3 separate regions of the Sus scrofa genome follow, and regions 2 and 3 are each linked to region 1. Evidence: chromatin contacts called from public Hi-C data. All regions are on one chromosome and are shown on one strand. The core of a region is the stretch at or near the end of the contact, and the rest is flanking DNA. Distances in the headings are between cores, read along the strand shown.

Evidence for each region. Hi-C and Micro-C count contacts between places; a contact is called where the count stands out from the background.
Region 2: a Hi-C map of epiblast stem cells shows a contact between it and region 1, with 1.7 times the contacts expected there. The contact joins the promoter of SLC25A17 here to the promoter of EP300 in region 1. A contact is called at or near these places in 3 of 5 promoter capture datasets (fetal liver, fetal skeletal muscle and liver), 2 of 47 Hi-C or Micro-C datasets (epiblast stem cells and liver) and 2 of 2 datasets of contacts at active chromatin or transcription factors (alveolar macrophages and skeletal muscle).
Region 3: a contact with region 1 is called in a Hi-C map of liver, with 4 times the contacts expected there. The contact joins the promoter of ZC3H7B here to the promoter of EP300 in region 1.

What each region holds. Positions count from the first base shown.
Region 1 is chr5:7,393,191-7,395,876 of Sscrofa11.1, forward strand. EP300 (histone acetyltransferase p300) reads right to left here and starts at 1,325. Exons shown (of 32, transcript XM_001929213.5): 1 at 1-1,325. The coding sequence starts at 45.
Region 2 is chr5:7,621,265-7,623,950 of Sscrofa11.1, forward strand. It overlaps SLC25A17 (peroxisomal membrane protein PMP34), which reads left to right and starts at 1,374. Exons shown (of 9, transcript XM_003126004.4): 1 at 1,374-1,569. The coding sequence starts at 1,516.
Region 3 is chr5:7,200,041-7,202,726 of Sscrofa11.1, forward strand. It overlaps ZC3H7B (zinc finger CCCH domain-containing protein 7B), which reads right to left and starts at 1,389. Exons shown (of 23, transcript XM_021091458.1): 1 at 797-1,389. LOC110260635 (a long non-coding RNA gene) reads left to right here and starts at 1,523. Exons shown (of 2, transcript XR_002343885.1): 1 at 1,523-1,647.

The sequences.
Region 1 (2,686 bases), core at 75-2,574:
CCGCTTGGCTGAAGGCGGCCCCGGTTCCACCACATTCTCGGCCATTTTTAATTCTTTCGGAGATACAGGCGAGGAAAACGAGAATCCTCGGGAAATCTCTTCTTCAGCCCGGGGTCCCCGCCCGGATCCCTGGGGTGGGCTTGGGGGACTCCGCCGGCCCCCGAAGGGGGTGGGGGAAGTTCCTTTTTCTCTTCGCCGGATCGCGGTGGCTGAAGAGGGATGCGGACTCGATAGAAAAGGTAGGGGCGAGCGCGAGGGGCCGGGCCTGGGCCCAGGCCCGGAGGAGGGCACAGGCACACAAATGCGCCGAGCGCGTCCGCTGCGGCGAATTCCCGAGAACTCGCGACTCTAGAGGCGCAGTCCCCGGCCCGCCACGGCCGGCCCCTGCCCAGCCGAGGTCTCTCGGAGCTCCGCCGCCGCCATCAGCTTCTTCCTCCTCGGCGCTGTCCTCCTCCTTCTCATCGCCACAAGGAGGCGGGGGCGAAAAGGGGGGAGAGGAGGAGGCGACGAGAGACACTCACCTCCTCCCGGTGCCCCCTCCCGGACCTGAGCCCCCACCCTCCGAACCCTCCTCCTGCCGCCGCGCTCCGCGCCGCCGCCGCACCGGCCCCTAATGGCCGCAGAGAGCTCGCCCGAACCGAGAGCCAGGCTGGCGCCGCCGCCTCACATCGCGCGGCGGGCGGCGGAGGCGCGGCGAGGACGCCGGGCCCGGAGCTCGCCGACCCAGAGGGCCAAGGGGGCCGGGCCGAGCCGCGCCGCCCGCGCCGACACCAAGCCCACCGAGGAGGCCCCGCTCTGGCGGGCGGCGCAGGCGGCTTCCCCTCGCGCCGCGCTCTCCTCTTTCGCTCTTCCCTCCCGCGGAAAATAAATAAATACGGCCGCCGCTACGGCCCCCACCCCCGGCGACCAGGTGCCGGGAGCGCCCGCCCCCGGGGCTCCGCTCGGGGCCGCCCTCGGCGGCGGGCGAAGGCGCCGCGGGGCGCGGGGTTATGTAATGGTCCCCCCTAGGCGTCGACGCCGGCCCGGCTCCCGGGCCGCGGTGGGGGTGTGTGCGGGCGGGAGGGGCTGGGGGTCGCCTCAGCCCGTGCGCCCCGGGCCCCCTGCCACTGTCTCGGCCCCTGCCGCCTCTCTCCGGCCCGGCTCCCCTCCGTACTCTCGCTCTCGCAGTTCGCACTCAGCCCGGCGTCCCGCTTGCCCACTCTCGCCCGCTCCCTCTCGCCCTCTCTCCCCCCCAGCCTAGCACACAAACAAGATGGCGGCTGTTGTTTCTTCCCTCTGCCGAATCCTCCTTACAGGCTAGCGGTAGCAGCGGCGGCCGGAAATGAGCCAAAGGGGGGGGTGAAAAAAAGGGGAGGGGTTGGGCCTCCGGAGGGAGGTGGCAGGGGGCGGGGCCTCGGGCCTAGCGGCTCACACAATGGGGGAAGAGGATCCGGGGGCGGGGCCGGCTCCAATCACGGGATCCGCCCAAGGCCCCAACGCGGTTGGCGCTTCCGCAAACTCCCCCGGCGTCACCCGGTGGCTCCCTTTAAAGGGGAGGTTTGAGGGGGGGGGGGTCAGGGGCAGACTTGGGATCTATTTTCAGTCGGTGGACACTTACCAGGGAAGGTGCCTGGGCTGGGTCTCTGCGTAGGAGCCCGGTGGGAACCGGGGGTGACGGAGCCCAGCAGTTACGCCGGGAAGGCGCCAAGTCACCGCACAGGTGGCGGAATAGGAGCGCCGTGGGGATGGCCCTGCGCCCCGGGCCCTTAGCTGACTGGTCTTCCGAACCCCGTTGAATTTAGCAGGCAGAGGATACCCTGCCGCTCGATATTCCGGGCCAGAGACAGTGCGTTCTTCTCCATCTCTTAACCAAATGGAAAAGCTCATATCCAAAAACCACGCCGATTACGAGTTGTTGTTTCCTTTTCCCCCTAACTTTCCAGTTTTTTTTGCCAGTGAACATACATTATTTTGATAATCAGGAAACAAAAATCACAGCAGCGAGAAGATGTTTTAAGACCAGATCCAAATTATTTCTTGCTCACCACGTGGACACACGCCCCTACCAGGTAGCACTCTAACCAAAGGAGCCTTGAATTATTTTCTGAACACGTCCTGGACCTGAAGACATTTTAGGGTGTTTCTTTTAACCCACTCTCAAAAACCAGCTTGAAACAACAACAAACACGTTTAGGCAGTGCCTTAAAGATAATGTATGGGGAAAGAAGCAGAAACATACTGTGCTTAAGGTAATGTAAGGAGGGAAAAAAGCAGAAAAAGAAGTAATGATGGAGGAAAATGCTTGAATATAAATAAAATGTATGTGTGACAACTGTTGTGCAAAGGAGGGCCTCACCAGCATTCTTTCGCATTCCTACACGTTACAGGATTCCTCCGTGTTTGGCCTTGGGTAAATTGGTACTCGAAGTGGCAAGGTCTCCCTAAAGAAACTTCTATCAGTAGTATCAATGGAGATAGTTAAAAACTTTTAAAGCGTATTTCAAGTCTCATGCTCCTTAGTTGATGTTTGCCTATTGTCGAGTTTACTTTGTTTTTTGTTGTTGTTTATTGCCTCCCCCTCTCCCCAGAATTGAACTACTTGTTTATTGAATTTTAAATGAATAGGAGAATAACTTTTAAGAGCCTAGGAGTGAAAATCTTAACGAAGCAACTCAGGTTCCCACCAAGGATGAATGCTGTTGTGTGA
Region 2 (2,686 bases), core at 124-2,623, 230 kb after region 1:
CAAGCTGTGGAGTAGGTAGCAGAAGTGGCTCGGCTCCAGTGTTGAGGTGACTGTGGCCTAGGCCACAGCTGCAGCTCCTATTAGACCCCTGGCCTGGGAATGTCCACATACCACAGGTGCGATAGTAAAGAAAAAATATTAATCGTGTTCAATTACCATCATAAAGACAGTATATTTATAAATCTGCATGCTACATAATCCGGTTTGTTCTTGAGAGAGCTTTCAATTTAATTAGGAGTTCATGAGAACTGAGTTCTCAAATTTTCAGCAGACAAGCTTCTATGTTCTAGTGCCAGAATCCTATCTTCATTTGACTTTCACTGCGCCTTCCTGTCATGACTCTAGAGGGTGGTAGAAATGATTCCTACAACAGGACATCTAGCGGCAACTTAAATTAGTACATACAAATAAGCACTTCTAAATACGTGTCCCCAGCTCGTCTTTGACTTAGCTGTGGTCACCACCCTAAATGAAAGGGAGTTTAAAGGGAAAGGGATCCTAACCAGTGGTGGTTAAAATATTTTCTGCAAATTTTGTGAAAACACAAGCAGGTGAACATCTTTAGGGCCCTCTGCTGGGAGTAAATGTAAAGGGCAGAAAACATTGAGGCTGGCTGTAGTAAGTACTCGAGGATTATCAGCAAGGATTATAAAAGTAAACTAACCGGTCCTGAAGCTGGCAGAGACGCTGAACTATGGTGCCCAAGTGAAGAAGTAAGGTTGAAGTTCTAAAGCATGGTGTATTATGCTATGATGTCGGTGAGGGGTGGTAGCGTGTGGTTTTCTAGTTCTGTGTAGTTTGGTTTTTCACTTTTCAACACAAAAGAAGTTTTTTCTTCTGCATTTTATAAAGTATATCTACATAATTTGTAATCCTCACAGCAGGTAGAGTCGATTTTAATTATCATTTCACAAAGGAAACCAAAAGGTTAAATGATCTTCCTAGCTGCTAACTAGTTTGTTCCCATCTCTTTATGATTATCTGATTCCCTGAAGCTCAAGTTCTCTTCCTACCAGGAGGTAGACCTGCCCAAGCAATACTTACTTCCGCTTGACCAAAATGTGACTAAAAACACTAGTGAGAAGAAAACAGGAAAATGAATCCCCCATCTTTCTTGTCTCCAGCTTGTCTTACGGACAGAAGTGGAGAAAAAGGAGGCTGCGTAGGTTTTCTGTCGCCCCCTGTGTTGGAGTTGACGTGAAGCACGACTGGCCAAGCCCTGGGAACTCCAGGGAACCACAGGGGTGGTGGGGCCAGCACGCACTGCCCCGCCCGGCGCAAGCCTCGGGGGCCAATCAGAACCAAGGGGCGTCCTCAGGCCCGCCTTCCCTTCCCTCCAGCCTCTGGCCGGGAGACTGGGCGCCCTGTGACCCGGAAGGAGTTGTTTTGGAGGAGGCGGGCTTGAGAGGGTGGAGTTTCTGACGCTACCTCTCGGGGCTCCAGTGCTTCTTTCCTCTCTCGACTGGCTGTGGCTCCTGCTGGAGAACTGTGACCAGGTCTGCGGGAACCGCACCTATGGCTTCCGTGCTGTCCTACGAAAACCTGGTCCACGCCGTGGCAGGAGCCGTGGTGAGGCGGGGTCTTCACGTCCGGGCCATTGCGGGTGTGGGGCTTCTCTGGGGCCGGACCGGGATGTGACTGGGGGATGGGGATGAGAAGGAGTTCGTGTGGAGTCTCTTGGCCTGACTGGGGCGAAGAGGAATGGGGCTTAGGTGAAGTGTTGCTAGAAGCATTTGGGGTGAAGGCCGACACTTACCCTCCGCCTCTGGCTACCGCTCTGGCCAGTTAGAGAATATCTGGGATGTAGGCAGCGGTGGTCCCACACACCCTCGGGGAGAAAGTAATTGCAGTTTTCTTTGACTTCGGAAATATAAAGGGCAGTCATTCCCCCTCTCCCTCCCCCACTCCACACACAGACTTTGTCTCACTGGGCCAGAGGCGAGCCTTGGTGTAAAGCTGTGTTGCTTAATCACATGCTTAATTACACATCTTGCTGCAGGCAAGTGGTAGAACCTAGTCGGGGTACCTCTTGTTCTTGGCAGAAGAAAAATACCTCTTTTTGTTTTGTTTTGTTTTAATTAAATCAAGATCAAAGTTCCCCTCTACCCAGGTGTGGTTTACTCTGAGGAATATGCTTGGTTCTTGGGCTTCTGTATGTCTCGCTTCCATTTGACACCACTCCCTTTTCCTAGGAACTTTACACTCTGGGTTTGGGTAATTTCCCCTCCTGGTTCTTATCCTGTTTCTCTGACTGCCTTTCCTTACATCCCTCTCTAGCTGTCGACGTGCACCTGGACTCATTGGGACTTCAGAAGAACATTACTGAGTCCTCTCCTAGTCCCCCCAAACTGCACTGTGAGCTCAGGATTCTGTGCATAATAATGGGAATTGAACCGCAACTCCATCATGTGTTGGATAGGTGGTCTTTAAATGTCACTTTCCGAATCTGTAAAGGGGGGGTATTGACACCTACTTCACAGAGTTGTTAACGTGATTTAGGTGACACAGTAGTTCATGGAAGTGTCTGATTTGGAAGTCTTGGTTCATTCAATTAGACTAGAAGAGCTTTCCAGCCAGTGTAAAGTCTTGCTCTGCAGTGGAGGCTTGCTTGACCTGCTCTAGGATGGGCGTGGAGACCTCTGTGTCTGGAATGGAGACAACAAAGATGCAAGTGGGTTTCAGGGGA
Region 3 (2,686 bases), core at 139-2,638, 190 kb before region 1:
GGTGGGTGGCTCCCGCGCACCCATCTCCGGGGGCGCCCCCCAGGCACTGGAGCTGTCCCTCGCAGCTCGTTCCTGACCGCACGACGGACCCCTCGCTAGCCTCCCAGCCCAGGGACCGCTCCTGCGACCGGAAATGCCCCCCTACTCAGACCGCGCCCCCCTTTCCTGCTGCCCCCTCCCTGGGGCCCGGCCACAGGCCCCGGATCCCCGGGCTCGAGTGGCCGCTGCAGCCGGCAGGGGCAGCCCGTCGGCGGCCGCGGTCCTCGGCCCGCGCTGCGGTCCCTCCAACTCCCCGCGCTGCCGGGCCAAGGCGCACACAAAAGGAAGGAGCGCGCGGCCAGCGACCCCCCCCCAGCCAACGCCCTCGACCCCCATAGCGGGGACCCTCAAAGTATCCGCGCACCCCAAAGCTCCGGACGCGAAGGAGAGAACCCCCCACCGCGCTCAAGAACATTCCAAGCCCCCCCGCGCGGGGGGGGGTTGCCGAGGCGGCCAAACCACCCAGCGGCAGGTGCCCCCGGCCGCACGATAACTTTGAAACTTCGGGGCAGGGCACGGGGGCAGGGAGGGGGAGCCCCAAAAAGGAGGAAAGCGGGATTGGGGAGCTGTTTCTTTATTTTCGCAAAATCCACTTTCCGGGTGGCCCCGCGCAGCTCCGGCCTGGCCAAGGTTTTCCCGCGCCTCCTCCCGGCCCCGCGCGGTCCCCGGGCGCCCCGAGCCCTCCCGCGCCCGCCGCCAGTTCGCAGTCGGGCCCCGGCCTCTGCCCCGCGGGGCTCGGGCCGCACACAGCACTCACCTCGGCCGGGCTGCGCTCCCCGCGGGCCTGCGCCGAGCCCGATAAATGGTATGCTATGACTAGAGGTATGATTACGTTATTATTATTAGTAATAATAAGAGTAAATGCTATTTAATTACGGGCGGCCGCATCCTGCTCCCGGCGCCGCCGCCCCGGCAGCTCCGTCCATGTGGCTCCGGAGCGCTTTACTTTCATTTCCAGCCCCCTCGGCCGGCCGCTCGCGGCAGCACCCGCTGGAGGCACCGTCTCCCTGCAGTTCTTCCTCCTCGGGTCCTAGAGCGCGGCTCCCCTCGCCTGGCGCCGGGGGTGGGCGGCGCGGGCTGCGCACCTGGGGGCGGAGGGGGCGGGGAAGTCCCCCTTCCCCGTGGCAAGCTCATGCCTGGCATGCACCTTTATTTTCTTTGAAAGTGGCCTTCCCTCTTAGGGCTTTTCTTTTGGCAATTCTGCATTTCGGGGCGGATGCTGGTCTAAGGCAGCGCCTCCGCCCTGCCTCCTGTGGGTAAAAAGCCCCCGGGTCTCCAGATGCTTTCATTGACGGCATCCCCAAAGCCTAGTTGCCTTCGGTCCAAAGACGAGGACCGAAGGCTCAGAGAGGCATCGGGACCGCCTTCGGCTGTTGTACAGGCTTTCCCGAAAAGATTTGAGACTGCTTAGAAGACCCAGAAGGTAAGGGGAGATCAAGGAAAGAGAAACCAGCTCCAAGCATCCCCTGGCACTGCCGCAGAGCTGGCCAGGTCCAGGTTGGATTCGAATACAGAGCTTCAGATTCCAAATACGGTGTCATCCCACCCTCCCACCGCTGGTCCATTGATTCCTGAGAGAGTTCTGGCTCCTCTTCATTTTACACTCATGTATGTATATGTGCATGTATGTACATATATGTATGTGTGTGTGTACATTAATGTATTAAAGATCTGCTGTGAGCCTAGCAGATTTATTTTTACAAATGTTCTCTTTTCTACGTTTGTGCCAGACAAAACCCTAGGAACTGGAGATACATGCTGAGACAAATTTTAAACACACTGTGATCAATGCTGGGAAGAACAGGAAACTAGCTCAGTTTACTTATTTAATTCTCACCATAATCCTGGAAGATGGTTTGGGGGTTGTTTTGATTTTTTTTTTTTTTTCAGGGCCGCACCCAGGGCATATGGAAGTTCCCAGGCTAGGGGTCGAATCAGAGCTTCAGCTGCCGGCCTACACCACAGCCACAGCAACGCCAGATCCCTGACCCACTGAGTGAGGCCAGGGATAAAACCCACATCCGCGTGGATGCTAGTCAGATTCGTTCCCGCTGTGCCACGATGGAAACTCCCTGGAAGGTGGGTTTTAGCATGCCTGTGTGCAGATGAAGAGCTGAGGCTTGGAGATTAGGTGACTTGTCCAAGGTGGCAGTTCTAACTCCAGAGTATCCTTCCCATGGCGTCCTCTACTTTTCATCATCTACTTTAAGGGAGCCTTGGAAAGGGGGAAAAAAATGCACCTGCACTGTCAGAATTTCTCAAACTCCTCCTCCCTTCACTACACTAAGATTTTTTTTTCAATTTTTTTTTTATTGTTTATTTTAGGGCTGCACCTGTGGCATATGGAGGTTCCCAGGCTAGGGGTCAGATCGGAGCTGTTTGCCGCTGGCCTACACCACAGCCATAGCAACACCAGATCCGAGCTGTGTCTGTGACCTACACCACAGCTCATGGCAGCACCAGATCCTTAACCCGCTGAAAGGCCAGGGATCGAACCTACAACCTCATGGTTCCTAGTTGGATTTGTTTCCACTGCGCCACAATGGGAACTCCCTAGACTACCGCACCTTGCCTCAAGTGAACTAGCTGGTAAACATTGTGGTGATTCCTCCATCCTGGGTTGCCAGCGGAATAACACACATCCTTA